Linked DNA regions of Athene noctua: region 1 is linked to region 2. Evidence: chromatin contacts called from public Hi-C data. All regions are on one chromosome and are shown on one strand. The core of a region is the stretch at or near the end of the contact, and the rest is flanking DNA. Distances in the headings are between cores, read along the strand shown. Region 1 holds the start of LY96 (lymphocyte antigen 96). Region 2 holds the start of GDAP1 (ganglioside induced differentiation associated protein 1).

Region 1 (3,408 bases), core at 81-2,580, 190 kb before region 2:
CCTTCAGCTGTCTCTCACAGGACATGTGCTCTAGACCCTTCACCAGCTTCGTTGCTCTTTGGACACGCTCCAGCACCCCTTGCAGTGAGGGGCCCAAAACTGAACACAGTATTCAAGTATACTTGCACATATGTGACTGGTTTAGATCCCTGTCACTGGTTAAGAGCAGCAGAGACTAGTATTCAAACAACTGTAGTTTGTTCTTCACATTAGAAACAAACTAAAGGAATGGAAATGTGATCTAAAAGGACTTCTAGATGCTTTTCTCTTTTACTTTGGGTTCTGAACAGTCTGTCTTGATACAGATACTCCATAGTGCACTGCAGGCATTTCCAGGTGGGAGACTCTGAAATGCTTGGTGTCCTTCTAAGCTAGGAAATACGCATAAACCAAAACAGGCCTTCTTGTCTACTAACAAATCCTGCAAGATAATTGACTGTAGTGTGTGTGAGTGTTTCAATAAACAGGTTGCTATTAAGTAATGCCCAAAGCCTGATTATGTTAGTTCCACATCCTTCTCAATCCTATTAATTTTGTGAACTATTCAAGTTTATTTTTCTTCGGTTTTATACACTTGGTGAAAAACTGCTCTAATTGCCAAAGTATTACTACTTGCTAATGTTTTCATCCCTGGAAGTTCCTGATGACTTTTTGTGTGTAGGTGACTTGCGTTCAACACTGAAGAAACAATTAATTTATAAGACCTAGAGAATGTGCTCATACGCATGGAGATTCTGAGGGAAATACTGATGTAGAAGTCCAGTCTTCTAAAACAGGTGATTTCCAAGCTCTCTCATTTACAAGGCTACACCTACTATTTGGCTGCCAGCTCCTGCAGCTTCTCCAGTACCAACCAATCACTTGTCCTCAGCAGCTGGATCTCACATCTTACTCTGGTACCAGTTTCACTCAATCTGATGTGAAGAGCAGAAACATATGAAATGTCTCAAGCCTAGACACATTCTTCCTATCCCCTTCCAGCCTTAAAAGCTTACACAAAAGGTCATAGATAACTGCTTTTTTTCCAAAGAAAACAGACAGGATACCTATGAATTTTTCTTTTTGCTCTTTGACTACTGTTATTTTCTTGCCGGTGTTGTCTCAAGCTTTTTTACTTTACTACACAATATTATTCATTAGTCTCTATCTGTTCCTAATTATAAAGCATAATTGTAATTCTTTATTGTTATTTTTAAATTATCCCACAACCCTGTTTTTTTCTTGCAAATGTAAAAAATTCTGATGAGAAAATTATCTTCTTTTGATACTTCAAAGGGAAATCTTCAAATCTCTGATTTCACACTCTTAGCCACACTCTCTAGAATTAAAAGGTAACTAATTTCACTGGAGCTTGCTTTATTACAAACCAAAGATCACATTGGAAAAGATGAAGAAATTATGTGTAGATTTTTGCATGTTACTGTGAAGGACTAATTTAGGTGATGGAAACTTCATGAAATTCTCTTTGTGCTGTAAAAATTAAGAGCACACGTGAATTATTAGAATTGTTCAGTATAACTTAATAGGTGGAAACTGGGTAAGCTGCTGTAATTTGGTTGCTCTGGAGTTCTGTGGTCATACCATGAATTTCTTCATGCACCCGTGTGCAACATGGCCTGCTGCAGCCTCCCTGAGAAATGGGACAAGTGTGCTAGTTAGGAGTTGGATCCACTATAATAAGATTATCCCACAGCTAAACAGACCTCAGTGAGCAGCTATTTTAAGCAGAGAAGAACAGAGAACAAGAGCAAACAGCTAGAAAACATGCCCAGCTGTCTACATTTCTGGAATACCAGGGTCGACTGTGTTACTGTGGTGTGCTTTCTGTCAGCCTCAGGTAGGACACAATCCTTTCTTCTCCCTTCACCCTCTGCTTTATCTTCTTTTTGACAACCTTAATGGTTTAATGTATACTTTAGAGTGTAACTGTAAGCTTTAATCCTAAGCTTGGCTTGGAAAGAATAAACCATAAGCCTACTGGCAACGGGTAAAGAGTTATTTCCAGTATAATTGTTTCCACGAGATACCACCTGGTGTGTATTTGCTTCACTTTAATAGTCTTCAGTGGTTTATTGTGATATATTCATATCAAACCACTAAACCAAGGTGAATACAGCATTTAAAAAAGATATTCAGAATAATGCATGTCACTTTCTTTCTTTCTAGAACTCCTTGATTTCTTACTCAAATGTTACTAACTCACCAGTGGGTATGTGCTGGTGCAGTGCTCTTGGGTTGGACTCCCCTGGCACTCTAAAGCACTTCATCAGCTGCGTGTAGAGGAGCTGAATCCTTTACCTCTTTCTAGTATCCCTGGGCATGACTTTCTATTTCCATTATAAACATTGTCAAAGAGGATTTGAGAAGATAGATTTATCCATAAATTGCTACAGTTTTCTATTCTTCACGTTGATTGCTAAGTGTGTTTTTCTTTTGTGAGTACTTGTCTTATGCCTTACACAGCCCTATTGTATTAGAGTGTCTTCAGCAGCAACCCTAAACCCAGGATCAGAAGTAATAAACATGTCTGCTTCCAGATGCGAAAAGATCAACTTCAAAAACTTTCATAAATGGTCCTGCAAAGAAAATTAAATTGTTATTGCCTCTTTCTTTATTGACTAAATATGTTTAACATCTTAAAAGAGTTTTCCATTAACATGAGGTTTTGGTACATGCCAAGAACTAGGACATAATTTTTAATTCTGTCTGACTAAAATTTTGAAATGGCGTACTTTCCTCTGCTGTACTGCTATACTGTTATTTATTTTTCTGTGATGGGATATTATGATAATGTATATTCTAAATCTTTCCTGAGGAGATTTCAGTGACTTATAAGTACTTATCTGGTCAAAGTATTCATCTGCAGCCAATAATCCAAATACAAAGTGATTATTTTGAAAAGCAATCAGAAGTAAGTTAAGCAGTTTTTAGATGTATTGAGAAAGAAGATAAAAATACCATAAATCAGTTTATAAATCAGTTTTAAGGATTTTAATCACAAATTGGTGAGGAGGCTTGGAGTTAAATTTCTACTTTTGTCATCTCATAGAGAAAACGAGAAGTCATAGTATGAAGTCCTAAATTCTCTAGACTTGGATTTGTTTTATGTACTGTTAACTGATTATGAGAGTTGATCCCTACTAAATAGAGTTGCAAAGGATTTAAAAATAAATAAATTGTCACAAAACTCTAGTGAAGTAATGCTATTGTGTAGCTCTTTCCACTTCTTTCTCTCCTTTTCACCTTCCTTCTGGATCAGATTATGCAAGAAAAAGATTATAGTAAAGAAAGAGTATTTAGTAAAAATAAAATATGTAGAAGTTTTTATCTTTCTCTCCAGTGACCTTCATGCTGGCTTGAAAGGGGCAGAGCAGACTTCTCACACCTCTAGTGCAATAGTTCAAGGCT
Region 2 (3,563 bases), core at 17-2,516:
ATGTATCAGCCATGCGTAGGTTAAAGCCCTAGTGCACGAGAGGGTAGTCCAGCACTCTTACCTTAGATACATATCTTGGAGAGAAATTAGTCCAGTTGTAATGTATTTATCTCATTCCCCTGACTGCATTCTTATTCTCTGTTCTAAGCACATTCTCCAGCTTCTTGAAGAATTACAATTAAATTCCCCAAAACATAGGATTTACCGTCAGTAACATGCTGACTGCTATCAGCTGGGATTTGTGAGAAGCCTCTCATCGTGCCTGCCCTTCTGAAGAGAATTACTTCTGTTTGTGACTTTAGCTGGGAGTAGTCTCTGGGGAAGGCACAGGTCTGCCCTTGTGTCCACACACGAACAGTGCGGGGCTGAAAGCTGGCTCCTTGTTTGTTCCTGTTTGATTTGTAACATTTGTCCATTGTCTTATCTTTTTCAGTGACTTAAATCCATTCCCTTGCTTAACATTAGTCAAAATTTCCCTTAAAAGCAAATGTACTTGTGATTGGGATGTAGCTCTCAACATACTAGGTTCAGGTCATCAGGATACTAATGCTGGGATTCATCTGCTACACAGAAATTGCATGTGGGAGTGGGTTATCAGGTTCACCTCAAGTAGTTGCCTTTATTGCACATTGATCAGGCAGGGTGAAGAGAACAGTATTCTGGACTCTGTAATCTCACCATGGTTTTTTAGTTTGCTTATCTCCCCGATGCAGCAGATAGTGTCTAATGATGTACTATCAGCAATTGCATCTTCTAAACTATCTCCAGGGTGAGATGCAGAGGAAGCATTCTCTGATGATGGAAGCTAGTGTTTATTATCAAATGCTTTTCAGGACCTTACTTCCCACAGGGAAGAAAAAACCCTGCAACACTGTTCAATTTTCTTATTTTGTCTAGAGAAAACTAATTGAGAAATGTTGCCTCTTGAGATTAAAAGAACACATGTGGGGGCAAAAGAAGTGTGTATTATTCTAAAGCTTTATTTTTTCTTTCTATAACTGAAGTGCATTTTGCAACAATATTTATACCCATAGGGTCCAATTCAGGTTGTCTTCTGGTAATATTTATTTATCTTTTTTTTTTTTTCCAAGAGCGTGATGCCAATGTCCCTGAAATTCATAGTGGAAGTGCTTGTTCAAAAGGAAAAAAACACAGAAAAACCAGAGGGAATCCTGCCATGTGACCTTTTTACCTGCGCATCCATCTTCTGCGCCTCCCTAGGGGATGCTGTAGATGGCCTTGCAGGCGGTTTCCCGGTAGGAAGGGCCGTCCTCTGGGCACTGCGGGAGCAGGAAGAAGGGGGCGTCCGCCGCTCCCCCGGACACCCCCTTCTTTTCACTGCCAGGAGCAGGCCGCGGCGGGGCGGGCGCAGCCGCCGCTGCGCGCCCGCGCAGGCCGCCTGTTCCGCTCGGCGCCGCTCCCCGCCGCGCCGGTCCGTGCCGCCGGGCATGGCGCCGCTGGTGCTGTACCACTGGACGCAGTCCTTCTCCTCGCAGAAGGTGAGGGGGGCGGCGGGGGCGCGGCGCGGCGGCCGGCAGGCCCCGGAGTGCCTCCTCCCGGCGGGCCGGCAGCCCCTGCCTGCCCGCCGCGGGCGGGGGCCAGGGCGGCGGCGGCCTGCACCCGCGGCGGGGCCGGGCGGGGCGGCAGAGTGGCGAGCGGTGCCCGGAGAGTGCGTCCTCTGGGGTGACCCGGCGGTGCCGTTGCAGGTGCGCCTGGCGATAGCCGAAAAAGCCCTGAAGTGCGAAGAGCACGATGTAAACCTGCCGCTGAGCGAGCACAACGAACCGTGGTTCATGCGCTTAAATTCCTCTGGAGAAGTGCCAGTCCTGATCCACGGGGAAAACATCATTTGTGAGGCAACGCAGATTATCGACTACCTTGAAGCAACGTTTGTAGACGGTAATCCCACAGGCGTTTTGGTGTGAAATCCTTGCCCCCGCACCCACAGCAGTGGTGGGGTCAGCTCCCTGTCACACCACACATTGGTTTGTTCAGGACCCGAAAATGTTTAAAGTCTCACAAGTAAATGGGCTCCCCTAATAGTTGGTGGTATGGAGTAAAATCACTTTCCTTTAAAATGGATTTAAGGCCTTCCAGCATCTTTACAGGCAGCTGTAAGTAAAAACCTACCTCTGCCTCCTTACCCCCTCAGGAAAGGCAGAGAAGTCAGTAATGGGAGCACCGCCCTGAGCTAACCCTGAGGTGAGGCTGCCGAGACATCGGATGGAGAGTTCCACTGCTGCTGCGTGGGTAGGGCAGGTGCTGCTACCCTGCAGGAAAAAGAGATGCTTAATTCCAGAATAATCTTGGGTGGAAAAGTGAAGTAAAATGAGTAAATTGGTTTTGGAGCCAAAATGGAGTGAAGAATTTAAAAAGTAGGAGGAAGAAACTCAGAAGTGATCATGTGCAGGCTTTTGAATTTGTATTGCTGAAAAACAGACGGCCTCAATTTTTGATGGAACTGCAGAGTTGTACTTTTTTAGGTGTGAAGAGGCAGCATTTTGTGTTTTAGGGGTTTAGCGCAGTGACTTCTAAGGAATGAAGAAAACTTAATTGTTGAGTGAACATAGTATGTATTTAATGCTGGCGTTTTCACCAAATGAGGAGTTAGGGCCCAGGTGGATTGAGGGCAGAATAGAACTCAGTGGTGTGCCAGAATACTTCTGATCATGCTTTGAGTAGGATTCCAATGCATTGCAGCTGTAGTAATGTTTCAGCCGTAGCAATTTACTGGAACATCAGTTGTGCCCTGCTGTGAGGGGGCTGAAGAGTTATCTGCCATTGTTGCCCAAGTACAAAATAGATGCTGAATCCAGTTTTTGGATTCGAAGGCCTCTTAAATACATGTTTATCTGGGTTGCTGCATAATAATTGGAATTATTCAAATGTTTTAAAATGAAGTATGTGTATATATGTTTCTCTGAGCTGTGATAACACTGTTGAGCTATGGTGGAGAACCAATGGAGCTTTCTTAACTGTGGCTGTGTTATCTGTGCTGGTTGGACATAACCAAAGTAACTTTGGAAATACTGCTTTTTGTCAATTATGTGGTTCTACTTTTCTTAACTTTAACTTTTATTGCAGAGGAAGTACCAAGATTAATGCCAGAAGAAGGGAGCATGTATTATCCAAGGGTACAACACTATAGAGAGCTTTTAGACTCCTTGCCTATGGATGCCTACACGCACGGCTGCATCCTGCACCCTGAGTTAACAGTGGACTCCATGATTCCAGCCTATGCTACCAGCAGAATTCGTAGTATGTACTGGTATAGCTCTGAATACCTGTCAGTTGATAGGATGATGCATTACGTTCACCTCGTGTCTTCAGTGCACCTTAAGCAGAATATATTGAGCGCAGATATCCAATTTTAGATGCAGTCCTTGATAACTTGTGCATATACTTTTTATTGATTGTGTAGTCTGTTATGATTTGAAAACAGGAAAGAGGAAACGTAATTTTTGAGGTGACTGTGGAATTAATTTTCCTAATGATTGAAAATGTGCTTTTTGTGCATAACAGAAAATGGCAGCTGTGACAGCTGTGAGTATTTTATCTTCTGA

Evidence for each region. Hi-C and Micro-C count contacts between places; a contact is called where the count stands out from the background.
Region 1: a Hi-C map of liver shows a contact between it and region 2, with 10 times the contacts expected there. The contact joins the promoter of LY96 here to the promoter of GDAP1 in region 2. A contact is called at or near these places in 2 of 2 Hi-C or Micro-C datasets (heart and liver).

Annotation. Positions count from the first base shown.
Region 1 is chr2:35,488,316-35,491,723 of bAthNoc1.hap1.1, reverse strand. LY96 (lymphocyte antigen 96) reads left to right here and starts at 1,330. Exons shown (of 7, transcript XM_074898829.1): 1 at 1,330-1,837. The coding sequence starts at 1,765.
Region 2 is chr2:35,294,402-35,297,964 of bAthNoc1.hap1.1, reverse strand. It overlaps GDAP1 (ganglioside induced differentiation associated protein 1), which reads left to right and starts at 1,266. Exons shown (of 4, transcript XM_074898818.1): 1 at 1,266-1,499; 2 at 1,707-1,899; 3 at 3,085-3,258. The coding sequence starts at 1,449.